Regions from separate parts of the Mus musculus genome. Here region 1 is linked to region 2. Evidence: chromatin contacts called from public Hi-C data. All regions are on one chromosome and are shown on one strand. The core of a region is the stretch at or near the end of the contact, and the rest is flanking DNA. Distances in the headings are between cores, read along the strand shown. Region 1 has its middle 170 kb from the start of Gm31330. Region 2 has its middle 59 kb from the start of Gm31330.

Evidence for each region. Hi-C and Micro-C count contacts between places; a contact is called where the count stands out from the background.
Region 1: a Hi-C map of the 3T3-L1 cell line shows a contact between it and region 2, with 6 times the contacts expected there. The contact joins two enhancer-like sites. A contact is called at or near these places in 1 of 39 promoter capture datasets (the 3T3-L1 cell line), 1 of 15 datasets of contacts at CTCF or cohesin (the NIH/3T3 cell line), 5 of 484 Hi-C or Micro-C datasets (the 3T3-L1 cell line, the C2C12 cell line, adipose-derived mesenchymal stem cells and 2 more) and 1 of 115 datasets of contacts at active chromatin or transcription factors (pancreatic cancer cells).

The regions. Positions count from the first base shown.
Region 1 is chr10:37,601,573-37,604,874 of GRCm38.p6, forward strand. No RefSeq gene overlaps it. Among named protein-coding and RNA genes, the nearest start is that of Gm31330, 170 kb to the left of the region's middle. Within about 2 kb of position 1,544, at least 41 of the 459 cell types and tissues checked have an H3K27ac peak or open chromatin away from gene starts, as enhancers often do.
Region 2 is chr10:37,493,957-37,497,217 of GRCm38.p6, forward strand. No RefSeq gene overlaps it. Among named protein-coding and RNA genes, the nearest start is that of Gm31330, 59 kb to the left of the region's middle. Within about 2 kb of position 1,650, at least 21 of the 459 cell types and tissues checked have an H3K27ac peak or open chromatin away from gene starts, as enhancers often do.

The sequences.
Region 1 (3,302 bases), core at 294-2,793, 110 kb after region 2:
TACCTTTATAAAGAAAATAGATTTACCTACTCTATTAATTGGTTTTCTTATTTTCTGAGGGAAAGGAGTATAAGTCTTTCCTATCAAAGCTATGTCAGCAGGATGCAATGTCACATTTCACCTGGAATCAGGAAGCAGAGTGGGATGGATGCCAATTCTCAGTCTAATCTAGATAACCCCTCAGAGGGATGCTAATAAGTGACTTCTTTGGGAATTCTCAGTCATTCTGAGTTGACAATCAGTATTAGCCATCACGGTTGCCTCGCTTGTTGTTTTAGAGACAGCAAGCTCAGGAACAGCACTGGCTCTTAGAAGATCCTCATGGGGAGAGGATGGTGAGAGTCACATGCAGGAGAGACAAATGACATCTCAATATACAATCTCCTCTTAGGACATAGTCTCACTAACCTCAGAATCTCCCACCAGGATAATGGTCCATATGAACTCTATGTCACCAAACCAGGAGTCATGCTCTAGACATGAAATTTTAGGGAATGTGTTTAAATAATATCATCACAACTATGTGTGAGTCCCCCAATGTGTGTTATATACCTCTGTGGTGGCTAACATGTATCCCACAGTATTCCTATGAACTTCACGAGATCTCTCTCTCTCTCTCATCACTTCTGCTTCATCACCTGTGTCTACCATAGAGACAGATTCTGGATGTATCTGTGTATCAGGTGCTTAGGATATACCATTGAAAGAATAAGTAAGGTGACATTCGAAATCAACTCTGTATAGCTCAGACATGGATTTATCCACATCAGGAATGGATGCTGAGTTCCCTTGGCCAGTTTCTACACACAGATGTCTAAGCTCTTTTGTATTATATCCAGTAAAGCCATATTAAAATTAGTTGAATAGCACATCAAAATTACTTCTATCTTTACCTTTGTAGTAGGTATAGTACATTGGTCCTCAGTAAGACCTTACTGATGGAAGAAAAGCTAATCTTGAAATAGGGTCAGTTCCAGAAGATACTCTATCCCACTAAGGTTGTAATTCTTTGACAGATCAGTCCTTTGGTAACTACTGATAGTCGTCATGTGGAAAGGCTAGTTCCCTGTAAGTTTCCTATCTCCCCCTTTGTTCTCAGCTCATCAAAGTCATGAAGATTTTTTATTTTTCTATTTTTTTTTTTATTTCAAGTTCTCAGTGAGGTGGACTGTGCTGTCTGGGTCAGGCACCATGTTTTGTTTTTTTGTTTTTTTGTTTTTTTTTTATTATGTACAACTCTGAAAGTGTACAGAAATTCAGAGCTTTCCAGTTGAGAAATGAACACTTTCCACATCCAAAAGGGAGCCACAGACATTCCTCATTTCACTTATAAAACACAGCACCCATGGCTGACCACAAAGCAGAAGATTTAGCACCCGTCTCTTCTGGGCCTTTGAGACTTTTTTCCCCTCTCCTCCAGTCCCTTTTTGTGCCTCATGGTTTTGTGTTAACCTCAGAGCTGCAGACATGTCATTGAGAATAGATTTATATATATGGGCTAAGAGCAAGAATGTTGAAATCATTTCTTTCTCAAGCCTCAGAGATAGATGACAGGTCAAGACACTTTACCTCATAGCCAAACATACTGAGGCACCGAGCAACATACCAGTGATTTGAATTGTGTGTGCCAAAAGTGCTTGTTCAGCACTAATGAGAAATAGGAGAACAGGATCAGTTTAATCTCATATTATTAAATTAAAAGAGAGAACAATGCCAAGGTTATGACATGAATTGACATGACAAAAAACAATCAGAGTTTTTCTGGTGTCTAACCCACTGTTTTCAGGCTTTGTGGAATGAGTTGTGAATGAAGTATTTGCCTTTAGCTTGGAATTTCCTGGCATTCTTCAGCTTGTGACACAGACTTGATGTGATTAAACAAAAGCTTTTCCCAAAATTTAAGGTTTTTTTTTTCTTTCTTTCTTTCTTTCTTTCTTTCTTTCTTTCTTGTTTAAAGCTGAACCTAATACTCTGTAACTCATTTTTAAATGAGAGCAGATGCTTGAGCTCCAGGAGCTGACGGCCAGATTTTGAGAAATAAATGAAGGGTAGGGTGTTCTGGTAGAGGGAAAGAGAACAGCCATCTATGCTTGTCCTTTAGCACTAACCCTGTCTCTCCCCCAAACTCCCCCAGGGTTTGGCAGCAGCAGAGCCCTCATCTTCCACAGAATAAAGCTGAGAGGAGGGTGGTTTCCCTTGGGATGCATTTTGCTTGGATCACCAGAACCATTTCCAGAGGAAGCACAGCCTAAGATCCAAGCTCACTCAGTCAGCCACAGCAAACACTTGTCCAACAAAACAGAGTGTGCTTGTGTAACAGGTTAATGGTGAACATGACAGCCATCATGGCTGCTCTCTCTGTTTCTTTCTGATTTTGACCTCCTGTGATGCTGAAAGGAAGCATCTTTTAGAAGGAGCCATCCAGAGTTAGGGCACAGTGGGGATGTTGAAAGTAGGACTAAGCTTTTCCAAAAACCAACAAACTTTCTATCAATAAAATCCACAATTTCTCTGCACATATGTAGGAGAGGACTGACTGCCTTATTTGACACCAGTGTGAGGGGATGTGCCCAATTCTGTAGAAACTCAATGACCCAGAGAGGGAGGATGGAGGGCACCCTTTCAGAGGCAAAGGGGGTGGGAGATGGGGTGAAGAACTCTGGAAGGGGAATCCAAGAAGGGGAAACATTTGAGATGCAAATAAAAATAATAATTAACAAACCTGTAATTTCTTGTGCACATATTTTTTTTGTTGAAATTTATACTAATTTATCTATCTGATGAGGATCATTGGACCTATTATTTGAAAGCAAATACTGTTCACACCTTGGCATATGCTTAAATAGTATGTGTGTATGTGTATGCATACACACACACATATATATGTCTATATATGTACATATAGGCATGTATGTTCTGCTTATCATGTGAGAATTTTCTAAATTCTACCTTATTACTTCATCCATAAATTATTAACTTCTCATGTTTTAATAGCTCTAATTAATATATATTAAGGTACAATAAAAATGTATGTTATGAAAAGCACAAGAATTTATAGTCATTTCCAGCCAATAAACTCAGTTTGTAATGGTTCAATACTTGCTTTTGTGAATACTTAATGAGCAATCCTTTCAATAAAGAATTTATGTATGAAATGTTATATTTCTAATTTGTGCTTTGAACACCTACACAGCATGGGTCATCTTTCTTTGACACTCAAAGTTCAAAGCAACTAGTATTAACATGGTGTTGAAAGCTGCTACAACTGATTTAAGTTTTAGTATGTCATCTTGAAGAGCATT
Region 2 (3,261 bases), core at 400-2,899:
ATCCTCTGATCTACTTTATTATTGCTTGTGTAGTGGTTGCTTAAGGCTTATGTGTAGGTATTATCCTCCTGGCTTTAATAAGAGTTGACATAATTTGATTAAGGACAGGATGGGTTAAAATCAGATTCAGATAGCTGTTGAAGTTTTTCAGTATAAAACACCAGCAAGAGGACTGGAGAGATAGCTCAGTCTGCAAAGTGCTTTTAATATGAGCACGAAGACCAGAGCACAGGCCCCAGTACCCCAGTAAGGAAGCCTGCTGTGCTGTTCCTGTGCTCCTCACCCGATTGGTGAGGAGGCAGAGACAGATTCCCAGGACTCACTGGCCTGCCAATCTAGCCTTATCAAGGAACCTCAGGTGTCATGGAGACACTAAAAACACAACATACAGAGCTCCTTAGATGAACAATTGGGGCTCACTGTGACCTCATCCATAGGACTCCCCCACCCCCCCACACACTGTGAGCTTAGTTTCTTTATTTGCTTAATTGTGGAAGAAAGAGACTGAATGTTTAGCATTTGTGAATGCTCTTGAAACTGTCTTTCTCAAAGATCCCATAGCTACCAGAGGATTTAGTTGCATAGTAAAAAATTATCCTGCCTGCCTGCCTGCCTGCCTGCCTGCCTGTCTGTCTGTCTCTGTCTCTCTGTCTGTCTGTTTCTGTCTGTCTCTGCCTCTCTCTCTCTCTCTCTCTCTCTCTCTCTCTCTCTCTCTCTCTCTCTCAGGGGAGGGTCTCTCTATGCAGCCCTGCCTATCCTGGTTGAGTAGACCAGAATAGCCTCAAAAGCATAAAGAACTGCCTGCCTCTTTCTCCCACGTGTGGGGATTAAAAACATGTGCCACCCATGCCCCACTCTCCTGTTTCTTTGTGTTTTTATTCACGTTGAGAGAAAGAAGCTGAAAAGTTTTAAAACAGAAAGTTTTCATTTGTAAGGACTACCTGCCAATACTACAATGACCTATGAAGTAAGCTTAAATTACAAAGCTTTTGTCTCACAGCAATGGTAGGATAGTTACTTCATGATTCTGATCTGAGGGAGTCTTTATACCTATCCTATGCTCCAATCGGGGTTGAATTAATGACTTTCTTATTCTCTTGTTTTGATAATTGGTAAAATTAACAGTGTATGGACAAGTAGCCTGGGAGATAAACTTGCTCTGTAGGAACACAAAGAGGCTTTTGTTTTATTATTACTGGTCTGAAATAAAATCAGTGACTAATGTGTGATATAAATCTGACTACCAATAATATTTAGCATTCAGATTAAATCATACCTTCATTTTATTCCCTTTTTAAGAATATAAATCATACCTTCATTCTCCCTAGCTTTAGAAAAGACTTGGGTTCTCTTAAAGGGTGGGCCTGTCTGTACCCCATTCCTGGAGATGAGGCTAATCATAAAAGTATATTTGACAATGTAACACTTTTCCTTAGAGCTGAATTTATTGAGAAGATGAACATCTTCCTATTTTCCCCATGGAACCTCTGAACAAGCACAAATACTTCTGCAGCCCATAATTGCTAGTTTGTAACATTTAAAAAATGTGCATGACTTTTTGTGGATTTCAAGCTATGAACCCTGCTCCCACTCCACAATGAATTCCCCTTTGCCCTCCAGACCTGGCAGTCTTAAAAATACAACATAAATCCTCATGCACTGTAATTATTGTGGTCAATTATGCTAAACCAAGCACATAGCTTTTCCTTAAACATGTTCATGAGGGAAAGGCTCCCTTCGTGACTCATTTTTAGAGCTGGACTAGAAGCTTGGGTCATGTGAGAGTATTATTCACTTGTCTTCATCTTCCATATTTGAGATTGTTACTTCACAAACAGCAGAAACTAGGCTATCTCTTGGTTTCCTGAACTGGAATGAGATGAAGGACTACAGAGAGGGTGGGTATTTGTTCTGTCTTCATAATGAGCAGTGGTTCTTGACCAGATACCTTCCAAAGTAAATTTCATTTGCTCTTGCTGTGGGTTGCTTTATTAACATTTAACTAAATAACATCAAACACACCTATCATAATAAATAAAAATGTAATGACGTTTTAGTAAATTATACAGTAAGGTAAGCACTACCGCATTCCAGTATTCTCTATTTTCTCTATTCCTCTGGGCATTCTCATTCCAGTTTCTGATGATTTTTCACCCTGTTCTTATTCTCAGTACAGTGATGTGTGTTTTTTTCTTAGATTTGCTTTGTTTGCTTTATAAAAATGACTATCTATCTATCTATCTATCTATCTATCTATCTATCTATCTATCTATCCATCTATCTATCTAATCATTTCTCTTCTGTCTGTTTGTCTGTCTATTAATCTGCTCTAAATTTTATTTTCTTTCACTTACTTTTTGTTAAATTTCTTGTTAACATAAACATTTCTTCCTTGGGGCATCTGATTTCATCAGGTAGAATGATAATTTAAAATTTCTCAGGCTTTTTAATGCTAAATAAGTATATATACTGACCTTAAATTATTTTTGCCAAATTGCCTGGTAAAATGTAAGGCAGAAGGTAGTATTTTTCAACAACAGCAGTATTCTCTTCCCTCCAAACATGCTCATGTCCTAATATCTGGAAACTAAAAATAGGCTAGGCTATATGGAAGGCTGTGACACTGGTCACCCATTGTTTCAATAAAATTTACAAGCTCTCTTTTTTTTTAATTAGGTATTTTCCTCGTTTACATTTTCAATGCTATCCCAAAGGTCCCCCATACCAACCCCCCCAATCCCCTACCCACCCACTCTCCCTTTTTGGCCCTGGCGTTCCCCTGTACTGGGGTATATAAAGTTTGCAAGTCCAATGGGCCTCTCTTTGCAGTGATGGCCAACTAGGCCATCTTTTGATACATATGCAGCTAAAGACAAGAGCTCCTGGGTACTGGTTAGTTCATATTGTTGTTCCACCTATAGGGTTGCAGTTCCCTTTAGCTCCTTGGGTAATTTCTCTAGCTCCTCCATTAGGGGCCGTGTGACCTATCCAATAGCTGACTGTGATCATCCACTTCTGTGTTTGCTAGGCCCCGGCATAGTCTCACAAGAGAGAGCTATATCTGGGTCCTTTCAGCGAAATCTTGCTAGTGTATGCAATGCAAGCTCTCAAAAGTACCAAAGAGAGGCCCCAGAAGCTGCGAGAGCATTGCAGTGGGAGAACTCCAATGGCCATTGCTGGCTTTGAAAATAGAAGGAAAGGGATGAGAGCCGAGGAATTATAGGTGGTCTCTAAAAACTGAAAATGGCCAAAAACCCAGAT